2 separate regions of the Mus musculus genome follow, and region 2 is linked to region 1. A link is a contact called in public capture Hi-C data. All regions are on one chromosome and are shown on one strand. The core of a region is the stretch at or near the end of the contact, and the rest is flanking DNA. Distances in the headings are between cores, read along the strand shown.

The links. Capture Hi-C pulls out chosen DNA fragments and counts their contacts.
Region 2: a capture Hi-C map of embryonic stem cells shows a contact between it and region 1, with 4 times the contacts expected there. The contact joins two enhancer-like sites. A contact is called at or near these places in 2 of 9 other capture datasets (embryonic stem cells and pancreatic islet).

What each region holds. Positions count from the first base shown.
Region 1 is chr10:82,650,559-82,656,422 of GRCm38.p6, forward strand. It overlaps Glt8d2 (glycosyltransferase 8 domain containing 2), which reads right to left. Exons shown (of 10, transcript NM_029102.3): 8 at 4,124-4,290; 9 at 2,310-2,422; 10 at 1-960. The coding sequence ends at 791. Tdg (thymine DNA glycosylase) reads left to right here. Exons shown (of 10, transcript NM_172552.4): 10 at 1-241. Among named protein-coding and RNA genes, the nearest start is that of Tdg, 24 kb to the left of the region's middle. Within about 2 kb of position 1,828, at least 10 of the 459 cell types and tissues checked have an H3K27ac peak or open chromatin away from gene starts, as enhancers often do. A contact at or near this core is called in embryonic stem cells, where this site is marked.
Region 2 is chr10:83,619,399-83,625,269 of GRCm38.p6, forward strand. Appl2 (adaptor protein, phosphotyrosine interaction, PH domain and leucine zipper containing 2) reads right to left here. Exons shown (of 21, transcript NM_145220.2): 5 at 5,221-5,308; 6 at 2,314-2,355; 7 at 2,131-2,189; 8 at 1,300-1,446. Among named protein-coding and RNA genes, the nearest start is that of Appl2, 26 kb to the right of the region's middle. Within about 2 kb of position 1,328, at least 37 of the 459 cell types and tissues checked have an H3K27ac peak or open chromatin away from gene starts, as enhancers often do. A contact at or near this core is called in embryonic stem cells, where this site is marked.

The DNA of each region.
Region 1 (5,864 bases), core at 578-3,077:
AGTTCCAGTACTTAGGAGGCAAAGACATGAGGATCTTTGTGAGTTTGAAGTTGTGAGTTCCAATTTATCCAGGGATATAGAGAAAGACCCTGTTTGTTTGTTTGTTTGTTTTTGAGGCAGCGTTTCTCTCCGTAGCCTTGGCTGTCCTGAAACTCACTGTATAGACCAGGCTGGCCTCGAACTCACAGATTAAACTCTTTCTGCCTCCTGAGTGCTGAGATTAAAGGTATGTGCCGCCACCACCCGGCTAACTTGTTTCTATTATTTTGAAAACATGTATGGATATTTTGCCTTCCATATGTGCATCACATGTGTACCCAGTGCCTGTGAAGGCCAGAAGAGAATGTCAGAGCCCCTGGAACTGCCATGTGGGTTCTGGGAATCAAAGCTGGGTCCTCTGGAAGAACAGCCAACACTCTCTCCAGCCAGGGAGATCCCATCTTAGAAGTAAAACAAAAGAACTGCTCCCAAAATATCTAACTGAGAAAATAGAGATTTTGAAAATTTTCAGATATAGTTGTCATTCAGGTTGAGACTTGGGGTACATAGCGAGACCCTGTCTCAAAACACCAAAAGAAAAGAATGAGTAGGGGCTGCTCATGGCAATCGTTTGAACTTCAAGAAGTTAAGTCTATCTGTGTGGGCCTTGGTTCAACTTGTACACAGTAGTATTTGTCTCTTACACCATAGGTCATATATATCAGAAGAGTTGCTCTTAAAGAACAGTGTTAGAAGATACAGAGGGCCCGTTCCATTTTTATCCAGGGTGTATTTTAACTGTTGGAGTGTTTCATCTATTGTGATGCAGTTTAAAGATCCCTGCAGGGTCAGGAACAAACCAGCTTTCCCATAAGTCATTGTGAACACTAGGAAAGTCCCAGGGTTTATGTCTTCCATTCCAGTGGAGTAGTTTAGCTTCCTGCAGGAAGTGCTCCGAATATCTTGCATCAGGGTTCCAGCCTTCGGTGTGTGTGGAGGGAAATAAACAACAGGCTTGTTAGTGACGACGATTTTATATGGAACCTTGGATACAAGCTATGGTAAAAGTGTCCAGTTAGCAGGAGTCACACCTTAATAAGCCCCCTTGGTGATAACCATACATTACATAAGCCTAAGGTTATGATAGTGAAGAGATCTTAATACTGCCATTCCTCGGAGTGTTCTACAGTACTTCTAGAAGGTCATGCAGATATAATTTATATAACAAATATCCTCTGCTGTTGTTTTTTCCATAAACAACAATGAAACTCCATTGAGTGTAGAGAAAATATGGTCAGCCAGGATCATGGCCTTGTAACAGTGTCAGTTACATGGCACTCTCTGCATTGTCAGAAACAATAGAATCTGGCTCTTTACATTTCTTGCCTGATTCCAAACCTTATAGGGAAAACGGGATTCTTTTCCTCAGAAAGGTTGTGCCCTTTCTGCATATCAGCAGTTAGTAATTCACAAGTGTCAAACTGAGTCTGCTCCAGGGTCTGTCCTTTTCCTTTTTCCATTTTGCACACGTGTCTGGAAAGCCAACATTGATATCAGGTTTCTTCCTCAATTTCTCTCCAATATTGAAGCAGTGGTCTCTCACTTAAACCCAGAGCTTACTGGTGTGTCTGGTCTAGCTAGCCAGCTTACCCAGAGAACCCTGTCCTAGCTATCTGAGAGCTGGGGTTACTGATGGCCACTAACTATGCTTGTTGCCTTTTGCAAGAGTCCTGGGGATCCAAAGTGGTGTCATGCTTGCTTGGTAAGTGCTCGTATCCACTGAGCCATATCCCCAGCCCAGCTTCATGCTACTTGTTACTGACCTCCACTTTGATGGGATTTTACATCTATGGGAACAGAGTTTTGGCCTGATAGCATTAAAGTGCAAGCTGTCTTAAGGTCACACTCAGTAGGCTCTGTACACTGGAGCATCGCAAGATGGAAGTTCTATGCTGAGCATCACTCTGTAAGCTTTAGATACTTTGTTTTAAATTTTATTTTTATTTTACATGTATTGCATGAGAGTGTCAGATCCCCTGGAACTGGAATTAGAGACAGTTGGGAGCTGGGAATTGAACCTGGGTCTTCTCAAAGAACAGCCAGCGCACCTAACTGGAGCCATCTCTCCAACCCTAGTCAGAATCTTGAATCCTGGAATGCTCACTTCCCTCTGGCAACTAAAGACACCATTTGCATTTGCAGATTCTGAGCCTGAGGGTTAAGGCAGAGAGGTGGCCAAGGTCACTCCTAGGGCCTGAACCCCTGGGCTATAGCATGGTGGTGTTCGCTGAGTAAGAAGTTCACTTCCCCTGCTTCCTGGAAGGACTTACCGAGGTGCCGTATGTGCCACAGTGGGTTGATGGTGGAATACTTCCCGTGAAACACAATCAGCATGGGAGAAGTGGCCACTCCTCCTCCCAGGGAGCTGCTGTAGAGGTTTTCTCTAAGAATGGGATTTAAAAAAACAAAAACATTTGGTTAGAAGCCCTCACTAACAGGAATTAGATAGATGCTAATGTGGCTGGTCCTAAGAGAAAGAAGGCTTCTCTACTTTCCCCCCAACTCCTATTTTTTTAATCAGGAGTTTTTGTTGTTAGAAACGGGGTCTCATGTAGAGCAGATTGGTCTTGAAGTCCATATACAGCAGAGGAAAACCTGGAGTCAAGCCTGCTGCCTCCACTTCCCGTGTGCCGGGATTGTAGGCACGCACCATTAAACCTTATCTCCCATGTAGAATCACAGTACTTGGCCCAGAGCCACTGTCTCCCAATGTATGTCACCTAAGTCCACACTCTCACATGTGTCACCTAGATTCACGATGTTAATACTTATTAATATCCTGTCACTAACTCTCAGGGTTTTTTTAATGGTAGGCTCAGAAGATCAAATTCTGATCTATAGTATTTACAATTACATACAAGTTCAATGGTACTGAGATACATAGGTGTAGGAGCTGGAGAGATGGCCCAACAGTTAAGAGCACCTTCGGGACTCTTACAGAGGACCCCCAGCATCCAGATGTTGACTCTCAACTGTTTGTGACTCCGGTTCCAAGACTTCCAGCACTCTCTCTGGCCTCCAAGGGTAGCAGGCAGAGGCATGCATGTGGTGCAGACATACATGGAGGAAGCAGAACACCATATGCATAGAATTAAAATTAGTTGTTTTTAAATGGGGGAACTATAATGAATAATTTTAAAATATATAAGATATTTTAAATTTTAATATAAATATTTTAGATACTATAAATATTATAAATATAAAAATAATAAAGACTGATAGGAAAGACGATGATGTGGTAGTGGTTGTCTTAGTAAACTTTTTGTTGCTCTATTCTAAAAATTTGATAACTAAAATTCTTAAATTTTAAATTAAAAGTCACTTTTAATGCAAGTTCTGGGGAGAAAACTCACTCAGTAAAGTACTTGGTGGATCTAGCCCCGGAACCCGTGTGAAAACTCTATGCTTGGAATCCCTGCACGAGAAAGGTGGAGACAGAATGGCCAGTGCCTGGGCTAATTGCTGAGCTCTGGGCCAGCAAGAGATCCTGTTTCAAAAAGAGCTGAACTGTGCTGGTGAGGATGAACCCTGAAGTTATTCACACATACTTGTGCACCCACCCATACACACATGTGCAAACACATGCACACACACAGAGAGAAAATAAGCATCAAAGAAAAGTATTTTTTAAAATGCTGGCTCTATGAAATTAGCCTTAAAAGTAGGTCTGTGGCCAGGTGTGATGGTACACATCTTGGATCCCAGCATATCAGAGACAAAAGCCAGCCTGGTTTCTTAGTGAGGCCCAGGCCTGTAGATGAGGGCTACATAGTGAGACCTTCACAAAAAAGCAGTCCAGTAAAAGAAACTCAGCTAAGATAAATGAAGTTTGCCCCCCCACCCCCAGTGGAAAAGATTCAAGCCACATTATTAAGCAGCTTGTTGGGAAGAAGAAAGGGCAATTTCTCAGACTTCTGTCACCTGGGGACAGATCGTCCCCATGCTCCTTGGTTGACAGATTCTGTGAGAATCTGACCTCAGGTGTCCTGTTTTGTTTTGTGTTAATTCCTGAGCCACACAAAGATGAGCCGAGCCACTTGGTCCCAGCTGGGAGCAATGGTGGCAGAGAAACCTGTCCACATACTCCACATTCTTCTGCATCCACTTTTCCAGCTGTTTGGTGATGCGCTGGTGTTTCCATTCAGTCATGTTGGCAACAATCACACCAGGATTGAATGAGCAGGTGCTGGGGCTGATGCCAAGGTCCTTTATGGTCTTCTTCCGGTAGTCCAGATAGCCCATGTATGTGTTCTGCAAAAGAACAGGGTGGAATCTTCTGTTTAGGGAAAATGGTTTACATTCTTGAAGCTTTTGTACACTATCTCTGAGCTTCCTACTGCCCACTGGCAGCTTTCTGCCTTCCTTTGGTGGGTTTTGTTGTGTGAACAGGGTCTCACTTTGTAGCTCTGATCATCCTGGAACTCACTATGTAGACCATGCTGGCCTCAAATTTACAGAGATCTGCCGCTGCATTTCCAGTGCTGGAATTAAAGACATGTGCCACCATGCCCAGCATATGTTTAAAGGTGTGTGTGTGTGTGTGTGTGTGTGTGTGTGTGTGTGTGTGTGTAGAAAGCAAAGGACAACTTTTATCTTGGGTTCAAGTCAGACTTCCAGGACAAGTGCTTTTACCCACAGAGCTATCTCACTCTCCATTGCTGGCTTTACCTCCTTTCCAGCTTCTGAATGCTGGGTGCCCTGCTCAGTCCCAGCACCTGCTACTTGCTTGTCTGACTCCACTGACAACCTTTCTGCTTCAGGGCCCTACATTCCATCTGTGTGACAGCTCTGACCTCTCTAGCCTTCTAACTGCCACATCTGCCTTCTTGATGCTTAAGCAGGTCCAACAGTATAATGGGCTGAGAAAGAAATTAGGGAAATGACACCCTTCACAGTAGTCACAAATAATATAAAATACCTTGGTGTGACTCTAACCAAACAAGTGAAAGACCTGTACGACAAGAATGTCAAGTCTCTGAAGAAAGAAATCAAAGAAGACCTCAGAAGATGGAAAGATCTCCCACATTTATGGATTGGCAGGATTAATATAGTAAAAATGGCCGTCTTGCCAAAAGCAATCTACAGATTCAATGCAATCATAGAGTTAGAGCAATTCTCAAATTCATTTGGAATAACAAAAAACAAAAACAAAACAAACAAACAAAAAACCCAGGGTAGTGAAAACTATTCTCAACAATAAAAGAACTTCTGGGGAAATCACCATGCCTGACCTTAAGCTGTACTACAAAGCAATTGTGTTAAAAACTGCTTGGTATCGGTTCAGTGACAAGCAAGTAGAACAATGAAATAGAATTGAAGACCCAGAAATGAACCCACACACCTATGGTCACTTGATCTTTGACAAAGGAGCTAAAACTATCCAGTGGAAAAAAGACAGCATTTTCAACAAACGGTGCTGGCACAACTGGCAGTCAACATGTAGAAGAATGCGAATTGATCCATTCTTACCTCCCTGTACAAAGCTCAAGTTCAAGTGGATCAAGGACCTCCACATAAAACCAGATACACTGAACCTAACAGAAAAGAAAGTGGGGAAAAGTCTAGAACACATGGGCACAGGGGGACAGTTCCTGAACAGAACATCAATGGCTTATGCTCTAAGATCAAGAATTGACAAATGAGACCTCATAAAATTACAAAGCTTCTGTAATACAAAGGACATTGTCAATAGGACAAAACGGCAACCTACAGATTGGGAAAAAAATCTTTACCAATCCTACATCTGATAGAGGGCTAATATCCAATATATACAAAGAACTCAAGAAGTTAGACTCCAGAGAACCCAATAACCCTATTGAAAAATA
Region 2 (5,871 bases), core at 78-2,577, 970 kb after region 1:
CTTGGGTACTGTGAAACTGTCCACCACCAAGCAAGCTCTGCAGACTGAGACAATATACAAATCTTCCCTCTCCATGTTCCTGGGCTTGTGAGTGAGCAGGGATTACTGCCCCAGCAAAGGCTGCCATGCAGGGACGGCACACAGGACATAATCACAGAGCAAAGAGCATAGTTCTCTAATATGGCTAGGTCAGTTGTCGGGTCCAAGGTGTAATAAAGGAGGGACAGAGAGTCAGCACGGTGCCCACTGTGTGGGAGCTAGGTGGCTCTGCCGAGGGCTGAAGGCCCAACAGGACAGTACTTAGTTTTGGATAACCCAGCTTTATTCAGATGACAGAGAGGCTAGATTGCCCTATTTGAGTTAATACCTCTGCAGGAATAAGCTGGCTTCAGTGAACTCCCCATTCAACATGTAGCAACTACATCAGGAAAACAGACAGTTGTGTCTGGCTGCTTAAAGATGCCCAGGCACACACCCCTTTCCCCTTAGTGAAGCTGATGTATTTCTTTTCAAATACATGTAATTTAAAATGCATACAGAAGCCAGAGATGCTCATGTGTGTTCAATTGGTAACAGGTCTTAGAAACATTTTGTTTCTTCTCCTCATTTTCGGTTCATAGATTATCAAATGACCTAAGATTCTGGGTGCATTTGTCTTGTACAACGTAAGGGCTGAGAGTCACGGAGGGCTAAAGCAGGGAAAACTCATGCCGGCCCCTGCCACTCGCCTGTGCCATGGCAGCTGGGTCAACATCCTTAAACTGGAGCATCTCTAAGACAAGGATCAGCAGATCACTAACTAGGAGGGAAGATGCTGACTGAGTGCCCCCTCCCCCCCACCCCCCTCCCAGGACTTCAGAAAGCACAGGTACCATTCCCCCGGCCCCGGGAGGGAGCACACGCAGTAACTTCAGGGGCATGCCGTCTGCACATGAGCCAGCCAGGGTGAGCCTGACAGTGCAGAGTAGGAAAGGAACATGCACAGCCCGGCTCCTGGGGTGAGCCTGCGGTGCCACTGTGAAGGCAATGTGGACACACCGGGCTCTGCACCAGCCATGCGGCCTGGGCAGAAAGCAGAACCAGGACTCGCTTTCTTGGAAGGCAGGCAGGCTCTTCCCTGAGGGAGGCTTGGGAGGAGGCCATAGCTTCCTGAACATATGGCCTCACAGGCCGAGCCCAGCTGGAAGCTCTGGTAACAGTTGAGCCCTAGGAACTTTCCCAGGGTATTGTGCATCTGTTGCCATGACGAGGCTTCCATTTCTCCTGATGGCTGCTTCGGGGTTTCCTCTCATCCCCTACCTGTCCGTGGGCAAAGCCTATCAAGGGTTCCATCATGGCCGCCCGCTTGCGGTACTGCAGTGCGTTGAGTGCGCAGTAGTACTGAAGGGATGAGAGGTGCTGTTTCCGCCGGGCAGCCGCCACCTCTTTCACAATTTCCGTCTTCGCCTGGGAAGAGGGAAAGGGAACCCAAGTCGCTCACAGGGTCTGGGAATTTTGCCAGAGCACAAACTTTCACACATAGTTGGTTGTTCATCATAAACATTTCCATGACCAGCAGAATGGCGCAGAGAGAAGGTTCCACCTTAACTTAAAAAGGAGCCCCAGTGAAATCACAACACGACAGCACCCCGGTCCCCGAGACTGTATGAGGCAAAGCCAATACCCTGCGAGCGGCAGTGCCCACTGATACTCTTTGGGAAAATGGTTCAGCAGCAAGTGCCCAAGCCACACACACCTGGTCCATGCAAAAGTCTATATATAGTCCCGGGCGTAGCTCAGCTCAAGGGAGTCACGAGCAGAACTAACAAGTGTGTGCATGAAGACAGACTCCGTTGCCTGGGATACTAAAACATCAGCCGGCAGCTAAACGGGAGCTCAAGAGACTGATCAGTACGGGGTCAGACAGCAGGACAGAGCACCACAGAGAAGTCAGTCAGCACACGGTCAGAATTTACAGTGGCTCCGAAACAGTGCACAGAATTGTGATGAGCTGTACACACGAGGTACAGAAGAATGTGAAGGTGCAGACTCAGGAAAGGAGCAGAGCTCCACCACACAGCAGCCATGCCACAAGCTCACAGAAGTCACAGAAGGAGCTGAGGTCCATGACGTGACTGAAGGAACACCCACCTTCTCGTTCTCCTTCTTCTTAGGGAGCCTGCTATACTTTGCCATTGACAGGTCGTGCTCTAAAAATAAAAGACATTTGAGCACCGGGAAGGGTCAAAGGGCAAGAACAATGGTTGTCTAGCCTGCCCCCACGACACTCATGCACAGCCGAAGCCCATGCACCAAGAATGAAAAAATGCCTACCGCTGCTGGCAAGTCCAAAGAGATCCTTCAAAGTGCTGACTTCTGAACAAAGGAAAAGAAAAGATGTCAGAGCAGAAGAGCTGGAGCCATGTGAAGAAGCCAGGGCACATGCTCTGTCCACAGCCCCTCGCTCCTCAGCTCCCACAAACCCTGGCCTAGTGGCTACCATCACACTTCACCCCCAAGGGTCTGTAAGGGAGATGGACTCCTGGGGATGGGTGGACAGGACATGGTCAGGTACTTATCCTGGAAGTATAAGCTATACTGGCCTATAAGCTGAAGCCCTCAAGTGTCTTAGGCCATCTTCCCGTATGTTTCCTGTTGCCACCACTGTAGAAACCTGACTTATAAATCACCAGTGGGCATGGTGCTGGTTCCAGTGAAAATGATACAAACTGGCACAGTGCACAGCCACAAGCCAACACCAATAATCATGACCCCACAGCATGGCACCTCACCCGTCATGCACAAGATGACTTAATCCCCAAACCAAACTGACAGAAAGGTCGCCAAGAGAATGACGACAGCGAGAGGAAACACTGAAGAACACAGAACATAGAAGAGACCCTGAAGGAGTGACAATTCCCACCTTCCTGACATAATCCACACAAGAGGACACTACAGCTTCTATGCTGGTCTCACTCTCCCTGGGGCTGGGCTGCTCTCCCCTTCCTTCCCACATTTCCATTCTTTCTGCTTTTACTCCAATTAGAGTAGAGCTGTCTTCCAACAGCTTGATAGTGTCCCGTGCTCTCCTCAGGTGTACTTCCACTGGGGCAAAGATGAATGAAAGGCAGTAAAGCTGGCTGTGGTGGATGCTGATGATATGAGGTGGAGGCAGGAGGATCATGAGTTCAAGGCCAGCTTAAGCCAAACATTTATGGAACTGGAGAGACAGCTCAGTGGCTCAAAGCGCTTACTGCTCTTTTAGAGGGCTCGTTCAGGCTTGGTTCCTAGCACCTAGACAGGAGGTTCACAATATCTGTAACTCCAGTTCCAGGGCATCAGGTGCCCTTTTCTGACTCTGGAGACCCCAGGCACACATATATACAATCAGGAAAAGCATCCATATATAAATTCAAACAAATTTAAAATTAAACAGGCAGTAAGGTGTATGCTAAGGCACTATGTAAGCAGACTGCAACTGGATTTACATTTGGCTGGGGCCAAATGCTTCAAGTTTCTGTCTTTGAGTCATGATAACAGGGTGATTTGATTAGGTTTTCATAGATAAGAAATGTTTGTTTTTATTACTAATTGAACATTTTTATTCTCCTTTGCAAAAGAATGGCCACTGTAAGCAACTGTAAACTCAAGATTGTAGGTCTCAGAAGTTGGTCAGGAAGGCCACTGTCACAAGGGCTGCTGGACTTGCTGAGTCTAGGCTGTGCACCCCTCCCCTCTGCTCCCAGACACACAGGACACAGACCTGCAGTCTGCCACATACATTACTTCTTTTTCCCTTTTGACTTTTTTGGGGTACGTCTCATGTAACCTAGGCTGGCCTCATGCTTGGTCTGTGGCCGAGGATGACCATGAGCGGCTCATCTTCCTGACTATGTCTCGCAGGCGCTGGGACGGCAGGTGCGCACCATCAAACCAGTTCATTACTTTGTACTTTTTAGTTATGAAATATTAGGATTGTCAAAGGGGCACTGGGCGGGGCTTAAAGCAGTGCAATCATTGTCACAACCTCAGGTGACACAAGGAGAGCCAGCGGGAATTCCATTTTTAGTATTTGCCCATACATTTACTATAGCTTCTCTACCTAGAAGAGAACGTAAGATTACATATATTTTAAATTAAGGTTATTATCTTTTATGAACATGTCTGTGTACCATGTGCATGCCTGGTGCCCATGGAGGCCAGAAGGCAGTGTCGGATCTCGGGAACTAGAGTCACAGACAGTTGTAGGCCACCATTTGGGTCCTGGGAACCAACTGGGTCTTTTGCAAAAGCAGCCAGTGTACTTAACCACTGAGCCATTTCTTCAGCCTAATAGTATGTGTGTATGTGTATTTTAAATTAAGGTTGTACTTTTTGGTTTTGTTTGCTTTTAGTCAGTTTTCTCAAATACAATTTTTTGTGTGTTTGTATGTTTTTCTTTTTTCTAATATGGAATGTTTCACAAATTCTCATGTCTTTGCACAGGGGTCATGCTAATCTCTATTGTTTCAATAACCATACACAATTCTTTACTGTCTAAGTAATAAATGAAATTAGAGCATTTTGATTCACTATTACCAATTTTTCTCCAGACAATGAATTTTTACTCTTCATTTGGACTACTTCTGATTTCAAATACATCTAAACTTATGGTACAGTTCTCCTTCAGTTTAAGAACTGAATCCACTCAGAAGGCTACTCAGGAGGGAGGGGACCACTTATTAGACTTCCTCACTCAGCACTAAGCATGGGCTTCACAGGACTGTGCTCACAGGTGTACCCCAGGCGCCCAGTGCTCGCGTCTGCCCTGCCCTCAGCCTCCACAGGGAGCGCCTGGCACCGCCCATCCTCCTCTCTCCAAGCTTCCACCTCACAGTCCCCGTGCCCATCCTTCTCAGGAACAGCTGCCCCCACCCTGGCATCCCTAGCCACCTGCCAACATCTACAGTGCACTCAGACTCCAGCTCAGACCACCCACACCCAGGAGGCCTCTGGAGTGCTTTCTCCAGCCCGTGGCCATCCCTTCTGCAGCATGATTTTGTTTGATCTGTTTGATCTGTTTTGTTTGCCCGTGGCCTCCCTCTGTTGAACCAGGAACGTACAGAATCAAGAAAGTTTGCTGAATGAAACTGCTTTAAAAGCATGCTCCACAGCCTCGTGTTGAAAGGAGTGGATGCAGTAAGAATTACGGGTGGGTAGGTGAACCTTCAGAAGGTAACTGCATTGCACCTGCTACTTTACCTGTGAGATCCTTCTCTCGAAACTGTATAACAGGGAGAACCATAGTGTCTGCCAGTTGCTTGGCCAGCTCTGTGTGGAGACCATTGAGCTGAAAGCAAAAGCACTGAGTTGAGAAAATTACACACATTGGTACCGATATGGCTGCACTTCAGCAGGAGACCACCACAGACGCTCCTGTGTGCCCAAGGGGCCCACCTGGATGTCCTCAACACACGCCCTAGCACACGAAATGAGACAGGCCTGGAAGCATGTTGATGAAGGCAGGGCTCCCGACTGTAGTATCAGTGAGGCTTGCTCAAGGCGTCTCTGGCTCAGTCGGTCGTTTTTGCTCTCTGTATTCTCAGACCAGGCGGCACCCTCCCAGAGTCCACACAGCGAATTGGCTGGCACTGACTGCAGGCTCCTGGCAGGACTCTGTGGTTTGCCACCTCACCAGGCCTGTCAGCAACCTCGCTCACAAGGGCGATGGCCACACCAGAAAAACCAGCCTGCCGGGAACTGGTTAGGGTTGGCCCAACCTCAAGCCCAGCAGAGGACCAGTAGATCCTCGGAGGAGACAGAGGATGGTGCCTTCTGTGTGCCAGCTTCCCATCGTGTATGCCATGAGCTTCCCTTGCCCTGTGAACTGGAGGTTATTTGCCATCCTCATTT